Regions from separate parts of the Hordeum vulgare genome. Here region 1 is linked to region 2. Evidence: chromatin contacts called from public Hi-C data. All regions are on one chromosome and are shown on one strand. The core of a region is the stretch at or near the end of the contact, and the rest is flanking DNA. Distances in the headings are between cores, read along the strand shown.

Region 1 (7,026 bases), core at 1,494-3,993, 450 kb before region 2:
GTAGATGATATAAGTTAAAATTCGCTATTGTTCAAGAATGTGGTCACCAATACCATCAATATTAGCTTGTAATATCCTACTAAAACATAAAGTTGGATATTATGATTGCTTGCCAAAGGGCCTACAATATGTAGGTGTATGGTTGCATGAATGAGATGCCAATTGCCAACCAGATATTCCTTTATAATCACACAATATAGAACTAGAAGTTCCAATGTACTATCTCCGTAAGAGCATCTCTAGCAGATCCCGTAAAAGGCCGACAGCCCAGAAAATTCCAGCCGACATGTGGGTTTGGGCATTTGTGTGGCCCGAATAGATCCCAAATATCGGCCCGGCCCGTAAAAAATATAGGGCAACCCGGAAAATCAGCCCCTCCGCCGCTATATACACGGCACCACACGGGGGGGGGGGGGGGGGGGGCTTTTAGGGTTAGCCTCCCGGATCCCCTCTGCCGCAATTCTTCCTCTTCGCCGTGAGCCCTAGCCAACTATGGCGAGCAATTCCCTTCGCCTCTCCTCTGTTTTTCCCCTCCTCGATGGCCGGCGGCGCTGGTGGAAGACGTGGCGGTAGCGTCGGGTCGCCTCCGAGCAAGCACGCACAACACAACACGGAGGCCGGCAGCTCCAGCCGTGACGTGGAGCCATGGTGGTCGAGGCAGGCGCGGGACCATGGCCGCCTCTCCGAAGCGGCGAGCTTCGATGTGCTCAACGAGCACGTCTTGCCGCACATCAAGAGGTCCCACGCTGCCGATGAGGAGCTCGTCGCCTCGGAGAAAGCGGTGGCAGCCGAAGAAGAAGGTGCCGCCGACCGCATCGCTGCAGCCAAGGAGGATCACGACCTTGCCCACGTGCTCCGCAAGTTGGCCGCCAAGTTCTACCTCGACGTCGACGAGTGAGGACGCCACAAAACTAGGGTTAAATTTCTAGTGTGAAGTACATATTCGTATGTATGCACTATGGTGATGAACATGTTCTAGCGCGAAGTTTTTATTTAAATTTGCAGTACCAATTTACGGGATTTATTCCACCTGAGCAATCACGCTCCCATATAAGTATTAGTGGTGTACTGCAAACGGTTATTGCGGGAGGTCATTTTGCAGGATCTACCGGAGATGCTCTAACCACAACAATAACTAAGGAACGGATGGAGTAGTATTTGCAATTCTAAGTTAGTAAGTCAGAACTGCCACAAACAGCATGATCATCAAAGTACAAGTACAAGAATTACCAAATATGTCGACTCCGATTTTTGCATATAGTGGGCTGAAAAATCCATCAACAAATTGAACGAACCACCATGTGATGAAGAACGTGAAAGCAACAGGAAAAAGAACCACACTGGAAAAGTATGGAAAAAAAAAGATCGGTAAGCATAATATTGTTAACAAGTTTAGCTTATTTCTGGTGAAGGATGTACCATCCAGTCATAAATTTTCTCGATACCCAACTCTGAAGAACAGCGCAGCATGCCTACACAAAATTTACCAACCATCAGCAAATTAGTGAAATGAAAAAATGAGCTGCCTTGTGAATGCAGCTCCTTTTGGGTAAAACATTGAAAAGATCACAACATTAGATAGCTGCGTCAGAGTTCTATACGATCCTAATAAGTGCAACAAATGCATGGATTGCAAATGATCCGTACTACGTACTTGAATTAAGGGCATAAACAGAAATGCATCAAGCACAAAAATGCTCAGCTTACCAAGTTACTGAATTTAAAAGTTTTCATTCATAAACCTCTTTCCATATAAAGTATGCAGTGCAAACCCATATTTGGGTTCTACCTTGGCACCTAAACAAGGGTATGATCCCGACACTCACCATGTTTTCCATATACTTAATACAACACCACAGCCCTCAAACCGCTACTAGGCGCATTTCTGCACAAATAGACATCCAACATTTCTCAATTCCGGCTTCCCAGTACGAACATTGTACCACCAGTTCACAGATCTTTCAGAAAAGGAACACCAGCACATCCAAATTCACTAATAGTAACTTGGACACTAAGGAGCTAAGAACAATTAATCGTATCCAAATACGAGATTGTGTTCTAAGCATATGTCTCAAGTTAAGCCACCTCAGGGCACAAATGGACAACAAAACCGAGGGTCGAACGTCTTGACTAATCTGACTATGAAGAAAGCTTCAAGACAGCTCCAGTCTCCTGAAGAGCATCCATATCCCCAATAACCCCCCGAACTAGTCAATTCGATCGAACCTTAGCTAAACTCCTAGTGCTACACTGGAAGCACAACATACTGAATTTATCAACCCCCCACACGAGAGAGGGCACGGGAAACGTGCCCGCATACGCGCAGATCCGACCGTCTGGAAGCGCGCAACCACGCCGGGAACTGCCGAACTAGCACAGGCAGCGGTGGGGCCTTACGGCAGCGGCACAGGCACGCGCGCGCGATTGGGCCGCGGGGGTTTGATGGATCCGGACCTTGCGGGTGGAGGTGGTGGGCGAGCTGGGGCGCGGCGGCGACTTGGCCGGGTCCTCGGGGTCGACGGCCTCCGCCGCCTGGCTGAGCGGGACCGATGTCGACTCCTTCTCCTCCGCCATGGCGTCGTCCCCCTCCTTCTCTAGAACCTTCCGGCGGGCGCTGCGGCGGGGGAGGAGGGGTTCGGGTGAGGCGTCGCTGGCTGCGGCTGCGGCTGCCTTTTCCCCGGCTGGCGGAAAGTAGCAGCAAGCGGTTGGGTTGGGGGCGGAGTCCGCAACCGAGCGAAGGGAGGCGTCAAGCGGTGGCGTGGCGGAGCCACCAAGTCCAAAGTCCAAGCGAAGACCCCCCAATGACGGGCTGGGCCCAGCTGTCACGGCGCGAGCCAGCTCGCGTCGGCTGCCGCCACGCGGCGGTCCGTGGCGCGTCGGCTCGGCCTGGCGGTATCGACAAGCCGTGGCGGCCTCAGCGAGGTTCGGGTTGGGTCAGCTGGTGTTTTTTTTTTTTTTAGAAAGAGCTGATGCTGTGTTGGACAGGCTGGCGTTGAGGTGGCCCGAGCATGACGCAACGGACGTCGGCTTGATCGGATCCGACCGGACGGAGGTTCGCCGGAGACCGGTCAGGGTCTGTTCGACGGTCGCTCTCCATGGGCCCGACTGCGGCCACCGCATCGTTATCGGGTGGGCTGAGGCAGGTCAGCTACTTCTCCCCGGCCTGTTAATTGCAGTTTCGTTTTTATAAAATTATTAAAACGATGATTTCGGGTCAGATAGCCACAATCCTGATAACGTGTGGGCACTAAGAGCATCTCTAGTAGAACCCTCAAACCCTTAAATCTAAAATCAGTTTTAAGGGTTGAGAATTGGCAATTTTTGACACTTTTAAGGGTTGAAAAACAGAGACAATGACTAGAACCCTCAAACCCAACCCTTATAGCCTAGTTTTGAACACTATGAACATGCACGCGGAGGAACAGAGGATACAAAAATGACTTCAGCCGCGGAGGAGCTCGCGCTCGCGCTGCCTAGACGAGGCCGTCTCCCTGGCATACCGCGCGGTGGAGCTCCGCCGGGCGCCGCGGCCGCGGCGCCGCGGCGGGCGGGGGCGCGGCGACGGCTGGAGCGCGGGGGGCGGCGGCGGCGGGCGGGGCGCGGCGGCGGCGGCTGGAGCGCGGGGCCGGGGCCTGGGCGCAGAGGGGCGGCGGGGCCGGGGCCGGGGCCGGGGCGGCGGCCGGAGCGCGGGGGGCGGCGGGGCGGCGGCTGGAGTGCGGAGTGCGGCGGGCTGGCGGCGGCCGCTGCGGATTCCTCCCGCGCGCGGGAACCAACTTCCTCCCGCGCGATGTGGGAAAATGAGTGCGGGTTGGGGGCAGTTTCCCCCCCCCCCCAACCCTCACTTCTACAGGCTGGGAAGGGGTTTGAGGGTTCGACCTCTAATTTTTTTTTACGGGTTTAAGGGTTTAAGGGTTCTAGTCTACGCCGTTTTTCCGATGAAAACTGTAAAAAAAGCGGTTATTTTTAAAGATTTGAGGGTTTGAGGGTTCTACTAGAGATGCTCTAAGGGGTGTTGTCCACATGTTCCATGTGGTGTGTAAAGGAAACACGCCATACGTCTGTGTGTGGGTAAAACAGCTAACGTCCACACGTCCGGCCTCCTTCCTCGCGACCCGCATATCTGGCCTGCCACCTCGCGGTCCCCGCGTGACAGTTTCACTCAGTTGTCATGTAACACTGGAAAGACATGACAACTGACACGCATGCGGACACGTCAGTTCCACTCAATTGTCATGTAACACTAGGAAGACATGGCAATTGACAGACATGCGGACACAACCAGTTCAACTCAGTTGCCATGTAACACTGGGAAGACAGGGTAACTCACATACATGCGAGAACAGCACTTCCACTCAGTTGCCATGTAACACTCGGAAGACATGACAACTCACAGGCATGCTGGCACGATAGTTTCACTCAATTGACATGTAAACACTGAGAAGACATGACAACTGACACGCGTGAGGGCACGACAGTTCCACTCAGTTACCATGTAACAGTATGAAGACATGACAACTGACATGCATGCGGACACAACAATTTCACTCAGTTGCAATGTAACAGTATGAAGACATGGCAACTGAGAGGCATGTGGGCGTGTGAGCGCGACGTCAGTTGCACCACATGTCGGATTGGCAGCCGCGTGTGGGCGTGCGTGAAACAGGCGTGTGTGCGAACTACTTAACGCCCACACACGAGCCTCTTCCTACGTGGCACAAAAAAACTGTCAAAAATATCAAAATTAGTGCAAACCACGAACGGACGCAAATCCATGTTGTGGACGGTTTGCAAACGTCCACACGTGTGGACGTTATCTTTTCTCTTTTTTAAACGACCGATTTTTTAATTATAACAACCTAAATGATGACGTTCACACACGTGTCACTTATCAACCTAACCCTAACGCATGTGATGCCATTCGATTCTTTTGCACGAATATTGCAGTAGTTGCCATCTGGGTCGAGAGCCACGTAAGCAGAGGCGAAAGATGAAAAAAATTTAGGGTGTGGCGAAGTTTATCGAAGATCACCGGAGGTCCAAAGCTATGGAGTCGCATCAGACAAATTCTGTCATCGGACGAACGCTATCCTCACGGGAGTGACGAAGTGCAATTCGAACGGCCATTGCCTCCACCAACCCACACGGGATGACACCCCAGTTGACGGATCCGAACTAGTCAAAGTTAGATCCCGCTGCTCGTCATGCCGCGAAAGGCTGGAGATTGCCTCATGTGAGATCGGATGACAAAGGGGAGTGGAGGTGAGCTGAGTGAAGTGGTCGGGGTTTGATCCGGCGAGCGGATGGGAGAAATATACACGAGTTGGGTGGGCCAGCGTGCGTCGGGTCAGAAGTGGCGGATTCGCCGGGCACCCTCATATTCGCCCCATATTTGGGCTGGACATGAGGGGTGCCGGTCAGCCCGCGCGTTTGAGACCCGTTTGCAACATCGTGTGGATCACTTTTCTATGATCGGTTAGTGACCGAGCGACCTGACCTGGCCGGACGTTTGAGACGGGTTTAAAAGGTCCAGTTGTAGATGCTCTAAACCTTCAGTCTAGCACCTCCGTAGACTGCCCCGTCGCCAGTCGCCCTCCTGTTCCTCGTGACCTGGCCAGCCGCCGCGTGCGGCACTAGCTACTTAGGGTTCAATCGTGTGTGTGCGCGGGTGGAGCTTGTCGCATGTGCGTGAGCGTGGGCGCTCGATAGAATCGAGCTCGACCGGTTTCTGACACAACAATTGGATGGGTCGGCCCATCAGACGAGTGGCTCTTTCATCATTTTATGGATGTGCTCGAATAAGACAATAGATAGATTGATACATGCTTATGTATAAATTTTATTTTGCTCACCGGGGGCCTCCGCCAGTGCACATAAGTACACAACACCGTGTGGGTGAACTACTCATCGCCCACACGGACACCATCCAGTCCATCAGCTTACGGTTGCTCGCGTCGTCGTGTGGGGTTGATCTCTTCTTGCCCACACGGATATCATCCAGTCCATTAGTGCACGACTGCTCGCATCGTCATGTGGGTGAATTATTGTTCGCCCACACGACGCTCGTACAGTGATTGATAGTAACTACAATTATGCATATGTGGCAACTAGTTAATCACAAATAAAAATTATGACTGATCATACATGGCAACCATGATTTAACCACATGTGGCAATTAATTAATCATACATGTTCACCATGCTAGATCATACTATGGCAACTACGGTTTGATCACACGTGGCAGCTACAGTTAATTAGACATGTTAATTATAGTTAACTCAAATGATAAGTGTCACACTTGTGATACGAAGTAACACTGTCCTCACGTTTTTATAACTAAAATTGCCATCGAGAAAAACAAAATAAAAAAACAAAACTTGTCACTTAAAAACAAAGTTGTAATGCTTTATACCTAAAGTTACCATTCCCGGGTAACTAAAATTGCAATAAAAAAATGTTAGGACGGAATTGCTTTGTTCCACATGTACGGGATGTGATTGAGTAGTTCTTGTTGGATCGACGTGCGAGCCGTCGTAGGTGTGCCCGGTCATGTGAACAGTTTTAATATTCGTTCACGACCGGACGAGTTATGTGGTGTGATGTTCATTATACCACATATACGATGAATATCGGGGTTCTATAATGAAACGATCGCTTTAATTGTGGTTCGACCGTGTTGTGCTCGTACAACTTTTGCTTTCTCAATAGCTGCTCAAATAAAATCAAGAAAATGGAAAGGAATCCTTAGGAAAAAGAAAGGAATGGAAGATACAACCCAACAATATGCAGAGACTTGATAGTGGACCAGTCCACAAGAGCTGGTGGCCCGGTGAACATGGGACTTCCTATATGACACATTTTACGTCATAGAGGAGCTTGACGCACAGGGGCGACGCACGATTGTGCCGGCCCAACACGTTTCCAATCGCAGGACACAAAAAATGCTAAAAAAAACATGACTTACTAGGTTTCGATCCCACGGCCTCAAGCAACAAGGAAACCGAACCACGAGCCATTAATCACTACACT
Region 2 (6,943 bases), core at 3,191-5,690:
ATGAAGGGCCTTTTTTTACTTTACCTTGATCACCATTATGCACCTCATCATCAATGGAAGGATCAGCAGCACCATCAGCAGCGTTTCCACCTTCGGTATCAGTATTAAGTTTTCGTTTTGCAGAGTTCAGCTCCTTGTTGCGTGCAGCAAACTTATCTGGCAAAATGAATTTTTTTGCATGGAATGAATGCAACAGCAGATATTCCACCCTCTGAGCTCTAGCACCCTGCGTCCATTTCATGTGAGAGATCATGTCAACACAACGTTGTCTTTTGTCCTTTTTTCAAAGAAGACTGCGTTGTTGCAGATGTAACTTTGCATAAAAATAATGATGGTATACCTGGAGAGTTTTTCCCCACAGATTACCACTAATATTTGTCAGTTGGCGTGTAAGCGGGAGAACACTCAAGTGGAACATGAGCTCCAAAGAAAGCCATGCATCAGTCTCACCACACTCAACCTACATGAGGATGATAAATTGGTACAGATTGCTTCAGTTCATAATTCTTAAGACATGGCATTCTCTTGAAAGAAGTAAGCATGATTTTTGAATTCAAAGAAACCACACCAGCTTTAGAAGTGTTCCCGATGATTGGAACATTGGAGGAATATCATGTGGTGAAACCTCTCTTCTGTCTTTTTTCAATTGCGTCTCTGCAAGTTGTGTCAGAGAATAACTCACCTGCGTAAAACGTATAGGTTAGAGTTGTTAAGTTTGGCTTTAAGATTGCACCAAACAGTTAAAATGCTGGTTACCTCCCGCAGAAGATCGCGAGAGCATAAGTAGGTGTCACAGAGGAGACGGCCAGCAATGCAGGACATAATTCCTGGACTTGCCCCAGAACCATATAGTGTGTTTCCTTTGGTAAGCCTGGGCATTACTGATCTTCTAAGGCGACCAATTTTGGACCACATGCTGCTTGCTACTTTGCAGGTCTAGAAGAAAAAGGCATAAGTTACCAAGGAGAACAGGGAGCTACTGGTACAGGTTCTATAAAGGTATAAAGATAAACCAGAAATATAATTATAAAAACCTGAGCACGGTGCAGAAGGACATCCAGGTCAAATCCCGAAATGTTGTGCCCCACAAGTACATCACAATCAAGTTTACTAAGTTCAATCATCAAGCGATTTAACAAAGCACGTTCGCTGAAAATGGAACAGGAAAGATTAATAAATGCAAAGATGAGAACTCAGATTTGTTCAAAGGAACATGTAAAATGCAAAAGCAACAACAGTACCCACCTGCTCTCTAGTGCCAGCACGTTGCTACCAGCCTTCTGGTTCCTATCAGAAGCTTCTTTGGTGAGGCCTATAGGAAAAATGCTACCTTCAAGCTTGCGCATAACAGTAAAATGGCTGATCGTGCCCCGTTTCTGCCAATCTTCAGAACGCATTGGAGTATCAATCTGAAATTACCCCAAAAGGCAAACAACGTTTATTTGGTATAACATGTCTCCAGCTTATAAAATAATTTCACAATATGTAGGCTCGATAATTGTTTCAGATAAACCCAAAGTGCATCAGTTTGTCTAAAAAGAACTGCTTCATATATTCAGAGGCATGGAAGGTTCCATTTGCTTGATACATCATTGCCAAGGTATGTCAGCTTTTCTAGAAAATTTTGTTCCACAAGACAAAGATAAACATTTACCTACCTGATACCTAAACTGATTACATATGTACAAACAAATACTAGAATAAAATACTTCAACCCCAGATTAGCATGCTTACTTTTACTTGGTGACAGCATATGACTGATGCTGACACAATCTCATGCACGTTGTGTTTCTCATTTATGATAGTTTTAAGATTAACAGCAGCAACTACAACTGGGGGGACTTCCAGTGTAGTACTTGTCATCAAAACAGAAATGTCTTTTGGGCAGTCGACTGTAACTTCAAATTTACACCAGCTGACCTGTGGAAACGCCAAAAACCATCAGCACCACCAATATAATGCAACAAAGAATCAGGCAGGAGCTACAAGACTAAGAGAACCAGATAACTTAGATATAAAACACAGCCTGGAATGAGAGGACAGCATGAGGTCAAGGATATACCCGCTGAGTAGATGGACATGCCACAAATTTAGAAATGGATAGCCATGAAGGACCCTTGATCTTCCTTTTGATGAGAAACAGCTCAAGTGCACTGAAAAGGTACAATGGTTACAGTGTGAGGAAAGGATTTGGCATGCAGACTACAACACTGGAATTGCTGTGCATAGCATGGGTCGCACATTTTATGAATCGTACCTATTGTTTGTCCCAAGTAACGCATGGAAATGTTCACCTCTAAGGTCAGCTGGTACCACAGGATCCTACAAAAATGCATATGATATAAGTAAAAAAGGGAATACGAGACAGAAGATGCATTGCTCAAGAAACATACCTTGTATGGGTAATTGATTTTCAGGACATACTGCTCACCGGTTGGCACATCGGTCCTCTCAAATGCATAGTTCCTCTAAGGCATGCCAAAATGAAAAATTAGCACAGACAAGGATATTACAGGGGTTGAAGTTACAGGATGGTTCCACCTACAAACCTTGACTGGAGTCATCACAAAATTTGAAACATTGAGGTCAGACAACTTGTCAGCTATTTCACTCTTTAGTCCAGATGACAACTCCTGGTAAAACGATATGCAGTGTGCATATGAGATAAATATGTTGCAATGAACATTTAGCTTAGTACATGAAAATAATCAATAACTCACATGTAAAGTTGCTCGAAGTGATGGCAAAGCATCAGAACTTGTGGAGTTCTTCTCTATCCTTGATATTGTGTCCCTTGGGAATACTGAACTGCTTGGGATTGCATATATGCACCTTTGCATATTTTTTACAACGACACAGCAACTATGGAACCTCTTGCCTATTACAACCTACAAAGAAAAGCGGTCGGTCAAAAGAGTCCAGTGTATAACCTAGAGCTGCAAACATGTAATAGCTGATAATCCAATAGAACATGCAACTATTCAAAAAAGTTGACATGCTTGACCATAGCAATAAATGGAGCTTCAAAGAAAAATAGTGTACTTTATGGAAGTAATGATCCGTGCCTATGGAATACATTGATTCATTCACTAAAATACATGAAGCACCACATAATAATTTATATAAATCAGCTATCCGCTAAAAGCTAAAGAATCACTTATTTTGGTGCTGGTGAATATTGTGTGAACAAAAACAAAGCACTTCGACAGATGTCGGCAACTATACATATGTCTCTTATAAGGATGATTTACCAGAATACTTCAATAGAAACTTAGTAGGAATGACATTTACCTTCCCAAACAAATAGACTGTGCCTGAATTGATACCAAAGGGCTCCTCATATGCATCCAGCACATAGAACGGCAGGGCTCCATCCTTCAGCTCAAACTCCGAGCTTTCATCGACATCGGCGGTAGCATGAACAGCCACCTCTCCCTCGCCTCCTCCATTCTCCCCATCCCCACATATCTTCATCCAACCTGCTGTTGCACTCAACATATCACCATTCTTGGTGCCCTCTGCCTTAATCTTAGCATTTAAACGGTGCACCTTCTCTATCTTCACCTCCCCATTAGCCTCTTGCTTCAGTTCCTCCGAGCTCTTATTTTCATCAACCAATTCAGCACTAGAACCTGGAGCTGCTTCTAATTTGGGTTGCATTTCCACATCAGGCTTCAGTTCCACCTCTGGCTGCAATTCCACCTCCATATCATTTCCATGGTCTGAAACCCCATCAGCCTCGTGCCCATTATCCGATCTAACCTCCATTTCAGCATGTACGGCTGGTTGAATTGCCTTAATTTGGGCAACTGGAGCAGGCGGCGGAGTCGGGGCAGAGACCCTGCCAACGCGACGACGGCGCTCCTCGCGATCTTTCTCATCGGGGGCGAACTCGGCGATGACGTCGTCCACGATGCTGTCCGCGGCCAGGGACGAGCCCCTGGTGCGGTCGCTGCCCGACTTCTTAAAAAAGGAGGAGGTGAACATGGCGGAGAGGCGGTCCTTGCCCGTCATCGCACCGGCGGCGGAGAGGGACGCCATGGCAGAAGACTGCTGGGGCGGACGCTTCGCCTGGGGAGGGCGCGGCTGCTTCCGCTTGCGGGGGGCGCCATCCTCGGCGCCAGATCCCTCGTCGGAGGAGGAAGGGAGGGCGCGGTGGGTCCAGTCCTCCTCGCGGCCGTCGTCGACGTAGCCGAGGCCGTCGTCGTCGATGATGAAGGCGCCGGCGTCCTCGCGGCGGCGGGCGACGAGGGCGGCGTAGTCCTCCTCGGCGACGGTGTCGTAGATCGGGTCCTCCATCCGCACCTGGACGGCGGCGGCGGAGCGGGCGCCGCCGCCGCGGATGGCGCGGAGGCGCTCGAGCGCCGCGGAGCGCGCCACCGCCTCGGTGCCCCGGGTGCGCGTGCGGCGGCCGGAGGCGTCGGCGGGAGCGTCGTCCATGGCTTCGCCTTCTCTTTTGCTCCCCCTTTCTCTCTCTCTCGTATCTCTCCCTCGGGCTCTTTCTCTGAATCGCGCGCAGGCGGGGAGAGCGTGGATCTATTGCGAATGTGCGGGTGTGGCTTTGGCGGGAAGGTGTTCGAGCATTTGGCGCGCAGAGTTTTCGGGGGAGCGGTAGCCGCTGGGTCTAGGGTTTTTCAGATCGGTTGGAGAAGAAGCAGCACATCCACGCGTAACTGGGCCTTTCCTAAAAAGACACTCGGCGTTCTGGGCTTGCTACAGCTATCACCGGAATACCCTATTTGCCGCTCTTTGTGGCAAACATATTTGCCGCTCTTTGGGCAAATAGTCGGGCAAACGCATACAGGGTGGCAAATGTTTCAAATTACAAAACTTTATCGTTTTCCAAACTTCATTCATAAATACAAAAAATCTTCTGTCAAAAATTGGTGCTCAAATTCGCAAAATGTTTTTATTTTCTAAAAAAAATTCTGGGTTTTTCAAAAAATGTTTTGGATTTTCAAAAAATGTTCTTACAATTTCAAAAATGTTCGTAAAAATTTCTCAGTTTAAAATTTTGTTTTTCATTTAAACATGTTCAAAAAAATTGTTTGGCCTTCAAGATTTGTTATGATTTTTCAAAATTGTTCTTGGTTTAAAAATCTGTTTTCAAGATTACAAAAATGTTCATACTTTAAAAAATTGTTCACGCTTCCAAATTTTTTTCATTGTTTTAAAAAATGTTCAAAATTGTTCACGCTTCCAAATTTGTTTGGGGTTTTCAAAATTTTGTTCTAAAGATTCAAAAAATGTTTGGGCTATAAAAAATTGTCCGCGCTTCCAAATTTGTTTAGGATTTTTCAAAATTATTCTCGATTTTAAAATTTGTTCTCAGAATTCAAAATATGTGAGTATTTTAAAAATTTGTTCGCGCTTTCGAATTAGTTCAGGTTTTCCAAACTTGTTTTATTTTTCAAAATTTTGTTCTCGGGATTCAAAAAATATTTTCCTCTAAAAATTTGTTCGCAATTTCTCAAAATTGATCAGAGTTTTATAATTTACTATCAAAATTGTTCGCGCTTCCATGTGCGCTGCAGCTCTTTCCTACCGCAATGAGCGACGGGTAGGAGTTTCCTAGTTATGGGCTATCCTTTAGGGATTAAGCTCACTTTGTTGCAATCTGAGGAAAACGATGGTCCAACGTGCGGATTCATTATCAAAACGTGTTCGCTTTGCGTCCACGTCGATCCATTTTCAGCCCAAATTTGGGGTTGAATTCCGTCGGCGCAGACGCATGCGCCCTTTCGGTGTCCGCTCCATTCACACCCGGCGGCCGTCCAACTACCCGTGGTCAACTTAATTAATGACGCCCGCCTTTCACGGGCCCATGTGTCAGCGACCGCGATCTTTTTTTTTTAATTCGAGCATGCGGTGGGGTTCGGCCTCATCTGCTTCCAAAACCCCGTCCCCATCTCGCTACCTCTCTGCTCTCTCATCGGTGACCAAGCCCTACCATCGCCCATGGTCGGCTTCTTCGCCCAGAACAAGGGCAAGTCCCCCGTCGTCCATCCCTGCGCGCTCCCCCCACTAGCGTCTCCCCGCCGGCCTCGCCAGCGGATCAGCGTCCCGGTGCATCAAGGAGAGTGGCACTGGGAGCACCGCATCCCGCTGTCGTAACCCGGACGTGACCCTCCCGCACGACTGGCATTTGGATCTGAAGAGGATCCCGGTGTCGGCTGTGTCGTGGTCGGCGCGGGGGCACGCGGAGGAGGTGAGTCACTTGCGGCAGCAGCAACTCACGTGACTCGGAGGTATGATTTGCGCTCGAGCACGAGGAGCAGTGCCCGCGCGCGTGCGCGACGTGCAGTCGTGCCCTTCGCCGCCCCGCCCGTCGTTCGCGACGAGGACCAGGAGGAAGAGCGTCGCAAGGCTGAGAAGGAGAACGCGGCATACGAGACGCAGCTCGTGGAGGCCATCGTGCTGTCCGCTGCCGTCGAGTGCATCGTGCCCCCTCCGCCAAAGACCGAGCCCCAGCCCACGGAGCCGCAGCCGGAGGTCTACCAATGGACCGGCTGTCTCCACGAGTGGGTCACCGCGCCGCCCCATCTGGTTGGATGCGACATCGCAGCAGGAGGTCGCCTACCTCCAGCAATCGAGCGCGCCGACGACCAGTGCAGATGGAGCTGAAGCGCCGACAGGAGCGGGAAGCGGAGGAGGAACGACAGGAGCGGGAAGCGGAGGAGGAACGACTAGAGAAGGAGGAGGAGGAACGCGTCCGTGCTGCGCTGCCGCCGCCACCAGCACAGTCCGAGCAGGCGGGACAGACGATGAAGGCACAGGCAGCGGCGGCACAACCCTACGTCGACAATGAGGACATCTAGGACGGCGCGCTGTCTCGTAGATTAGTTTTTAATGTTTAATTAATATAATGAAAACGCGTGGACTCTCACCGTCTTTGTACGTAATGTTCAATCAATATTTTTTTTATTTTCGAAAATATTTGTTT

Evidence for each region. A called contact is a pair of places that touch in the nucleus more often than the background predicts.
Region 1: a contact with region 2 is called in a Hi-C map of seedling, with 5 times the contacts expected there. The contact joins the promoter of LOC123444796 here to the promoter of LOC123444793 in region 2. A contact is called at or near these places in 2 of 6 Hi-C or Micro-C datasets (leaf and seedling).

The regions. Positions count from the first base shown.
Region 1 is chr3H:537,107,317-537,114,342 of MorexV3_pseudomolecules_assembly, reverse strand. LOC123444796 (protein LIKE COV 2-like) reads right to left here and starts at 2,743. Exons shown (of 8, transcript XM_045121644.1): 1 at 2,455-2,743; 2 at 1,420-1,472; 3 at 1,231-1,340. The coding sequence starts at 2,574.
Region 2 is chr3H:536,660,348-536,667,290 of MorexV3_pseudomolecules_assembly, reverse strand. LOC123444793 (DNA polymerase alpha catalytic subunit) reads right to left here and starts at 4,440. Exons shown (of 31, transcript XM_045121642.1): 1 at 3,292-4,440; 2 at 2,721-2,888; 3 at 2,550-2,633; 4 at 2,394-2,468; 5 at 2,258-2,322; 6 at 2,063-2,153; 7 at 1,735-1,920; 8 at 1,246-1,409; 9 at 1,035-1,149; 10 at 757-936; 11 at 569-682; 12 at 341-460; 13 at 1-226. The coding sequence starts at 4,440.